Regions from separate parts of the Triticum aestivum genome. Here region 2 is linked to region 1. The links are chromatin contacts, called in public Hi-C maps. All regions are on one chromosome and are shown on one strand. Each heading gives the region's core, a stretch centred on a gene start, on an enhancer-like site or on the middle of the called end of the contact. The rest is flanking DNA. Distances are from core to core; before and after follow the strand shown. Region 1 holds the start of LOC123072055 (transcription factor TCP20). Region 2 has its middle 43 kb from the start of LOC123072055.

Region 1 (3,211 bases), core at 195-2,694:
GTGCTGCAGCTGCCCGCTGGCCCCGGCGGCGCCGCCGACCTGGTGGTAGAACTGGCTGAGCACCCCGATGTGGCCCTCCTGCGACAGGCCGAGCTCCAGCCCCGGTATGGCCGCGGCCGCGTGGCCGGCGAACATGGGCGCGAACCCGATGTGGCCACCCATGCCCCCCGCGCCGCCGCCCGGCAGCTCGATCCCGGCGGGGAGGCCAATCCGCTGCATGAGGCCGCCGATGCCCCCGCCGTCGGCGCCGGAGGAGTTCATGAAGCCGGCCTGCGAGAAGCCCGCGGAGGCCGGCGGCGGCCCCCACATGTGGTGGTGGTGGTGCGGGCGGCCGGCGAGCGCGGAGGTGGGCGAGGGGAGCGAGGGCGCGACGGAGGAGAGCGCGGACGCCGGTATGGTGCCCGTGCCGGTGGCGGCGACGATGGCCGGCTCGGCCTGCTGCAGCAGCCACTGCACGGTCTCGCCGTCGGACTTGTGGCCGAGCTCGCGCGTGAGCTGGAAGATCCGCGCGGCGCAGAGCGCCGGCATCCGGATCCGGCGCCCCCGGCCGTCCACCTTGGTGTGGCGGTCCTTGTTGGAGCTCCGCTTGGGCCCCAGCGCCTGCACCCTCCGGTCCCCCGCCGCCGCCGCCGCGGCCACCACCGCCTGCTGCTGCTGCTGCTGCTGCTGCTCCTTCCCCCCGCCCCCGCCCCCATCCTCCTGCTGCTGATGCACCTGGATTTGCAGGTGCTGCTGATGCGGCGGCTGCTGCTGCTCCTGCGCCGGCGGGTGGTGGTACTGCTCGCGATCCAGCTGCTGCTGCTGGTGGTGCTGCTGCTGGTGGTGCTGGGCGGGCGTGGAGGAGGGGGAGGAGGTGGTGGTGGTGGCCGTCGCCGCGGAGGTGGGCTCCGCTTTGTTTAGCGGTGGGGGAGGGGGGAACTTGGGGTCCATCTCCACACCCACACGCAAAACAACCACACCAACTTGCCGTCCGTCCCCCAAAATCAACAGCTTTCCTCCTCTCCTTCTTCGTCTTCCTCCTGCCAAATCGCCCTCCCCGCCTCCCTCCCCTTCCCCAAAAACCAGGCAAGAACAAGGGAGGAGGAGACCAATAATGGACCGCAGATGGCGATGGGGAGAGAAGAGAAGACGCCGAGGAGAGAGAGATAGGGGAGGGGGGAATAAGAAAATCTAGGGAAAGATAGATAGATAGATAGATACCACGCCCACTTTCTGGATTTACCGGACTTTCTTCCTCCCCTGCGATGTCTTTTCCTGCTGCTCCTCCTCCGCTGTCATTTCTTGGCTTTTTTAGCTTTTTTCAGCTTTGGTGTGTTGGGAGCTGCTAATCTTGTCCAGGGTTAGGGTTAGGATCTAGGCTAGTAACTTGAGTGATGAAGTGCTTTGGTGGAGTAGTAATTTTTACTGCCCTCTTTTGGAGTTCAAGCTGTGGTTGGTGGGGGTACAACTCAACTGAGTGAGGTGACTGAGACTGACTGAGGCAGGCGGGGTAAAATGGGGGAATGGTGGAAAGGGGGAGGAAAGCTGTCAGACAACAACTGCATTCAGGCATTTTGTTACATCCAACAACAGCTGCTATGCTGTAGTATTTGGAATACTACAGCCTGTGAGTCCTGGCACGTGGCTGCTTATATCTGTATTGCAGCCTACGATTTTTGTATCTCAAAGTTTTGGATTGCTCACTCGCAAAAAAAGGAAAGTTTTGGATTGCTCACTGGCAAAAAAAGAAAGTTTTGGATTGCTTTGAGAGAAATACAACATCACTTTTTATTTTATACTCCCTTGTCTCAAAATGCAACACGTTTTATGACACACATTTTGAGACACGCGTGGCACTGGCTAATTGTCCGTGTGTTGCAATGGAGCCATACATATTCTGTAGGTTCAACATTAATCGTGTGCAACATATACTTTAAACCCACCATATTCTAATGTAGAAAATGATTTGATTGGATTGAGTTAATGTAAAAGATTTGATTTTATTTGTTTGCTCATGTCTGGCATATAGCTATAATGGTTTGATTTGATTTGATTGCGTTAATGCAATTACATTGCATCTATCGTTGAAGGGGCTGCAAAAGATTTGATTTGATTGGATTTAGTTATTGCAACCTCTACATCGGGCGTACGACCACCAACTTTCGTTTAATAGTAGAGATTCATGTTGCAGATTTCAAACGAAACCGAATGTTACTCCATCTAAAGTTTTACCAGACAAACATCTGATTTATCTGCCAAAAAAAAATCTTAATTAAAAAAAGTTGTAGGGTCTCTCTCATTCAAAATATTTTCAAACAAAATTTAGAGGATTCAAATCCTTAGATTTAAGAATTCATTCACACAACATTTTGAAGGAAATTTAATTGTGCACTCAGACCTCTTGAAAATATCTATTGTTTTTCTGTGACACGGTCAAACAAATGAAAAACACAGTAGGATTTGAATGAGCTTGATGTATCTATTTTGCATCTTTAGAACGAACAAAAGATGCCCTAATAATATCTTAAACATCAAACTTGTATCATTATTTGGTTTACAAAAAATTACTTTCATAGCGTATATACCTTTTTCGTAAGATGATATGCCGTGACCTATAAACTTACATTCAGGATCAGATAAAGTATCAAAACACTAGTTTGTTGTTACTTAGAAACGCATCAATGGTCCAAGATGCTATATATCCACCTTGGGTCGTAGTATTATCTAAACTGTCATTATTTTTTATAAGCTATTTAATTGTTAGCGCAATCATTTGTTCTTGTTTCCGATATAGCTTGCCATTCATGTCGAAGGTAGCGCAATCATATATTAAAGGAAAAGTGTCACGCATTTTCTGTAGCATGCCATTTTTCATGCCATCTTTGACTTGTGTGCTTGATCTATCGGGAGTCCTGTCAAGTACAACGGTTACACAATTTTTGCACCCATAATATTCTTTACTTTTGTAGGCAAAAAAACATCAATCATGTGAACTAGTACAATCTTACTAGCCATGGAAAAAACATCTTGACCTGGTCGAGGATCACCGTAGCACATGAGGGGAAAAAAACTACAAAATGTTCGAAGGTTTGATTCGCCATTTCAAGTCCATACATGAGGTGTTTAGAAAAATACCATTTCTAAATATGGTAAAATGTAAAAACTTCATGCAACTATTTTCCTTTTTTGGGGAATGTTTCATGCAACTTGTGCAGGAGTAGGTGCTATGTAG
Region 2 (3,211 bases), core at 245-2,744, 44 kb before region 1:
TTCCAGATGTACACCAAAAACGTACACACTGTGTTAGATATGTGTTGAGGAGAGAGCAAAAATGATAAAAAGTGACGAGGAAACATAAGGAAGCAAAGGAAACAGAGAAAAAAAACAGAGAAAACATAAGTATAATTAAAACCCGAGAAAGAAACAAAAGAAAATCAAAGGAAACCCACTGCAAAAAAAGAAAAAGAAGCAAACAAAAGGTAGAATAAGGAAAAATGAAGAAAAAAGGAAAAGAAAGAAAAAACCAGGAAAGAAACTAAGAAAAGTAAAGAAAACAAAGGAAAGTAAAAAAATCAGGGAAATGAATAAAGAAATGAAAAAATGATGAAATCAATAAACAGGAGAAACACAGATAACCGAAAACAATAAAAGAAATAGAGAAAACCGAAAGAAAAAGAAAAAGGAAAAAAGGAAAAAAACGAAGTGAACGCATCAAACTTAGCGAGAGGACGAACATGATGGCCCAATACTGTAGGGTTTAGGGAAAAGCTTCAGACGAGATGGTTGATATTCTTGCCATAAGCGAGATATAGTTGTCGTGGTTCAGATCAATGCCCTCACACCTTCGCATTGGCTCACTATATTTCGGCGAATCCAACTTGGCGCTGCACGCACTGGTTAGTAGAAAGAGTAATAACCGCTCTATATTTCTGCTAAACGGTTCCTGCTGCCGCGTCTACTGTGCCCGGCCCATTTCTATTTTTGTTCCTTTTTCCAGAAAGGTAAAAAAGGCGCAGGCACATGGGTTCAAACCCGTGACGCCTTCATTGCGAGGGCTATTCTCGAACCACCAGGCTATCTCCTCGCTCGTGCAAACGTACTTTGCTTCTTTCTTTTATTTAGTTCTTCAGTTTTTTGTTTTTCTATCTTTTACTGTTCATTCTTTTTTGTTTTCTTTAATGCGCATTTTTTTCAATTTTTGTGAATCTTTTTTCGAAATTTATGAATGTTTTAAATTAGATTATTTATAAAAACATTGGTGAACTTTTTTCAATATTGATAATTTTTCCAAATTTGATGAACATTTTTCAAATTTGATGAACATTTTTCAAATTTGATGAACTTTTTTTCAAAATCAATAAAAGAATTACGTTTAATGAATTTTTAAAATTTGATGAATTTTTTTTTAATTCGATGATGTTTTAAAATCGGATCAACTTTTTAAAATTTCAACTTTTTTCTAATTCATTATTTCTAAAAAGTTGGTTCGATTTTTTTTCCAGAAAATCACTTTCGTTTTTCTGAAATGTATGTGCAAGAAATAGCACGGCTTCGAACATTTCACGCTGTAATCATTGAATAGTTCCTTGTAGCTCGAGTTGTAAGGCACTGTGCACTGTAAAGAATCGGTGCGAATCCTCAGCGGAGCAAAAAATTTGGAGGTTTTTCGCGCTACAATTCTCCTGCGTGTGCCTGGGCTGGCCCACAAGGTGCGCTAGCGGGAGCTAGTTGAGTGAACCGGCACTCCCCTATATTTCTTCCAAGCCCACAGAAAAATATGACCCAGTCCCTCTCGTGGACGGCCCAGGTTATACGAGTTTCGGCCCGCTCCATGTGTACCCATCGCGCTCCCGTGAACGAGACGGACCCGGCGAAACGCGACGGCTGCCAAGATCCGCGTCGCGCCGCCTTGCCGCCGCGTTCGACGAGGGAGCTCGGGCACGCAAGATCCGCGCCGCGCAGCCTCGCCGCCTATAGAGAGTCTGATTCGGAGATGTGCGGGATGGGGGCCAGCGGCGCGGCAACGTCGTGGGCAGTGTGGCGGACGCGCACCTGTAGGACGACCCGGACGGCGCCGCCATCCCGGCGCTCCTCGACTCCGGCTTCGACGACGACAAGATCGACGCGCTCAAGCACCTTCTCGCTCTCATCTCTCGGGGCGTCGACGTCGCCCACACCTCCCCGCAGGTCCGGCTAGCGTCCCCCCTCCTCTCGTCTCGTCTCACGCAGTGGATTCAGGCGGCAGAATTGCGTCTGTGCTTGTTGCGCAGGCGGCCACGAACTTGGCAGTTTCAATCACAATCACCAGAGGAAAGCTGTCCGAAGTCATGGATCTTGTGTGGTTGCTTTTCTCTCTCTTCAACCTCCCATGTGGAGGCCTGCTGTGCGGTCTTAGGTCTTGATTTTAGCTGTGAGTAATCCTAGTCGAACATGATCTTGATTCTAGCTGTGAGTAATCCTAGTTGAACAGACATGACACGTTTGCGTTCAGGCAAACTATTTTGTGAGGAAGTCTGAAACCTGTACAATGCTTCTCCAGTGAAAAACTTCTGTCTGCGTCCAGCAGAAAGAAGTCCACGTAACCCCCCGAGGTTTCATGAAACGAACAATTTACTGCCCGAAGTCTAAAACCGGGTAAATAACCCCCTGATCTTTCCCAAACCAGGTGAATCACCCCCTCACACCTACTAGACTGGTTTTTCAAGCGGTTTTAGTTACTGGGCAGATTGCAGGTGCCAGGTCGGCACGGTTCCTGTCCTCCTCCGATCCTTCTGCCATCGCGCGTCGCGCCCAAACCACTCGTCGACCTCGTGGTAGCACCAACGAGCAGCCAACCACGAGGGAGCCAAACCCAGCATGGTACATGAAGTACCTTGTGTCGCATGATGTACTACTGTTGCGCCCACTCTGCGTGACCCCTCGCCTTCGTACTCTTCTTGAACCCCGGCGGGATGGCTTCTCGAGCTCCTTCCTCTGTAAAAAAATTGGTGCGTCAACCGGATGGCAAATTGGCAAGGCTCCCAGCTCCTAGCGGCGCACCAGCTCCTAAAGCAAGCACACGCGACTGCACCGTCATCGCCTTAGTCGCCTCTGCAGGCCTCGCCGGACGCGTTCACTTCGTCCTCAAGTCGACAATAGCTCGCACCTGCACCACATACCGAGCTCGCGCCCATGCCACCCGCGGCTCGGGGGCTGCCGCCGGCAGCTGACGACGTCCATCATTAGAGCTAATCACGATTAGAATAGTCATGTCCAACTTGTACATGGTGGCACGTACTTCTTGTGTGTACGTGTGTGCTCAGGAGAGAATCGATTCAACAGCAGTATATATGTACGTGTGTATTTTCTCCGGCGGAGCTTGAGTAGTTGAGTTCATGTGCCATCGGGACCTCGTGCCTACCTCCTCAAGTGCACGCGGCTCGCCAGCTCCTCGTCGCTTCAAGCGCTCATGTCCTGCTCGTCACCGTCGTAGACGACCTCC

Evidence for each region. A called contact is a pair of places that touch in the nucleus more often than the background predicts.
Region 2: a Hi-C map of leaf shows a contact between it and region 1, with 2.9 times the contacts expected there. The contact joins the enhancer-like site here to the promoter of LOC123072055 in region 1. A contact is called at or near these places in 3 of 5 Hi-C or Micro-C datasets (leaf and root).

The regions. Positions count from the first base shown.
Region 1 is chr3B:733,562,830-733,566,040 of IWGSC CS RefSeq v2.1, reverse strand. It overlaps LOC123072055 (transcription factor TCP20), which reads right to left and starts at 1,444. Exons shown (of 2, transcript XM_044495614.1): 1 at 1-1,444. The coding sequence starts at 930.
Region 2 is chr3B:733,606,419-733,609,629 of IWGSC CS RefSeq v2.1, reverse strand. No RefSeq gene overlaps it. Among protein-coding and RNA genes, the nearest start is that of LOC123072055, 43 kb to the right of the region's middle. Within about 2 kb of position 1,494, at least 8 of the 8 cell types and tissues checked have an H3K27ac peak or open chromatin away from gene starts, as enhancers often do. A contact at or near this core is called in leaf and root, where this site is marked.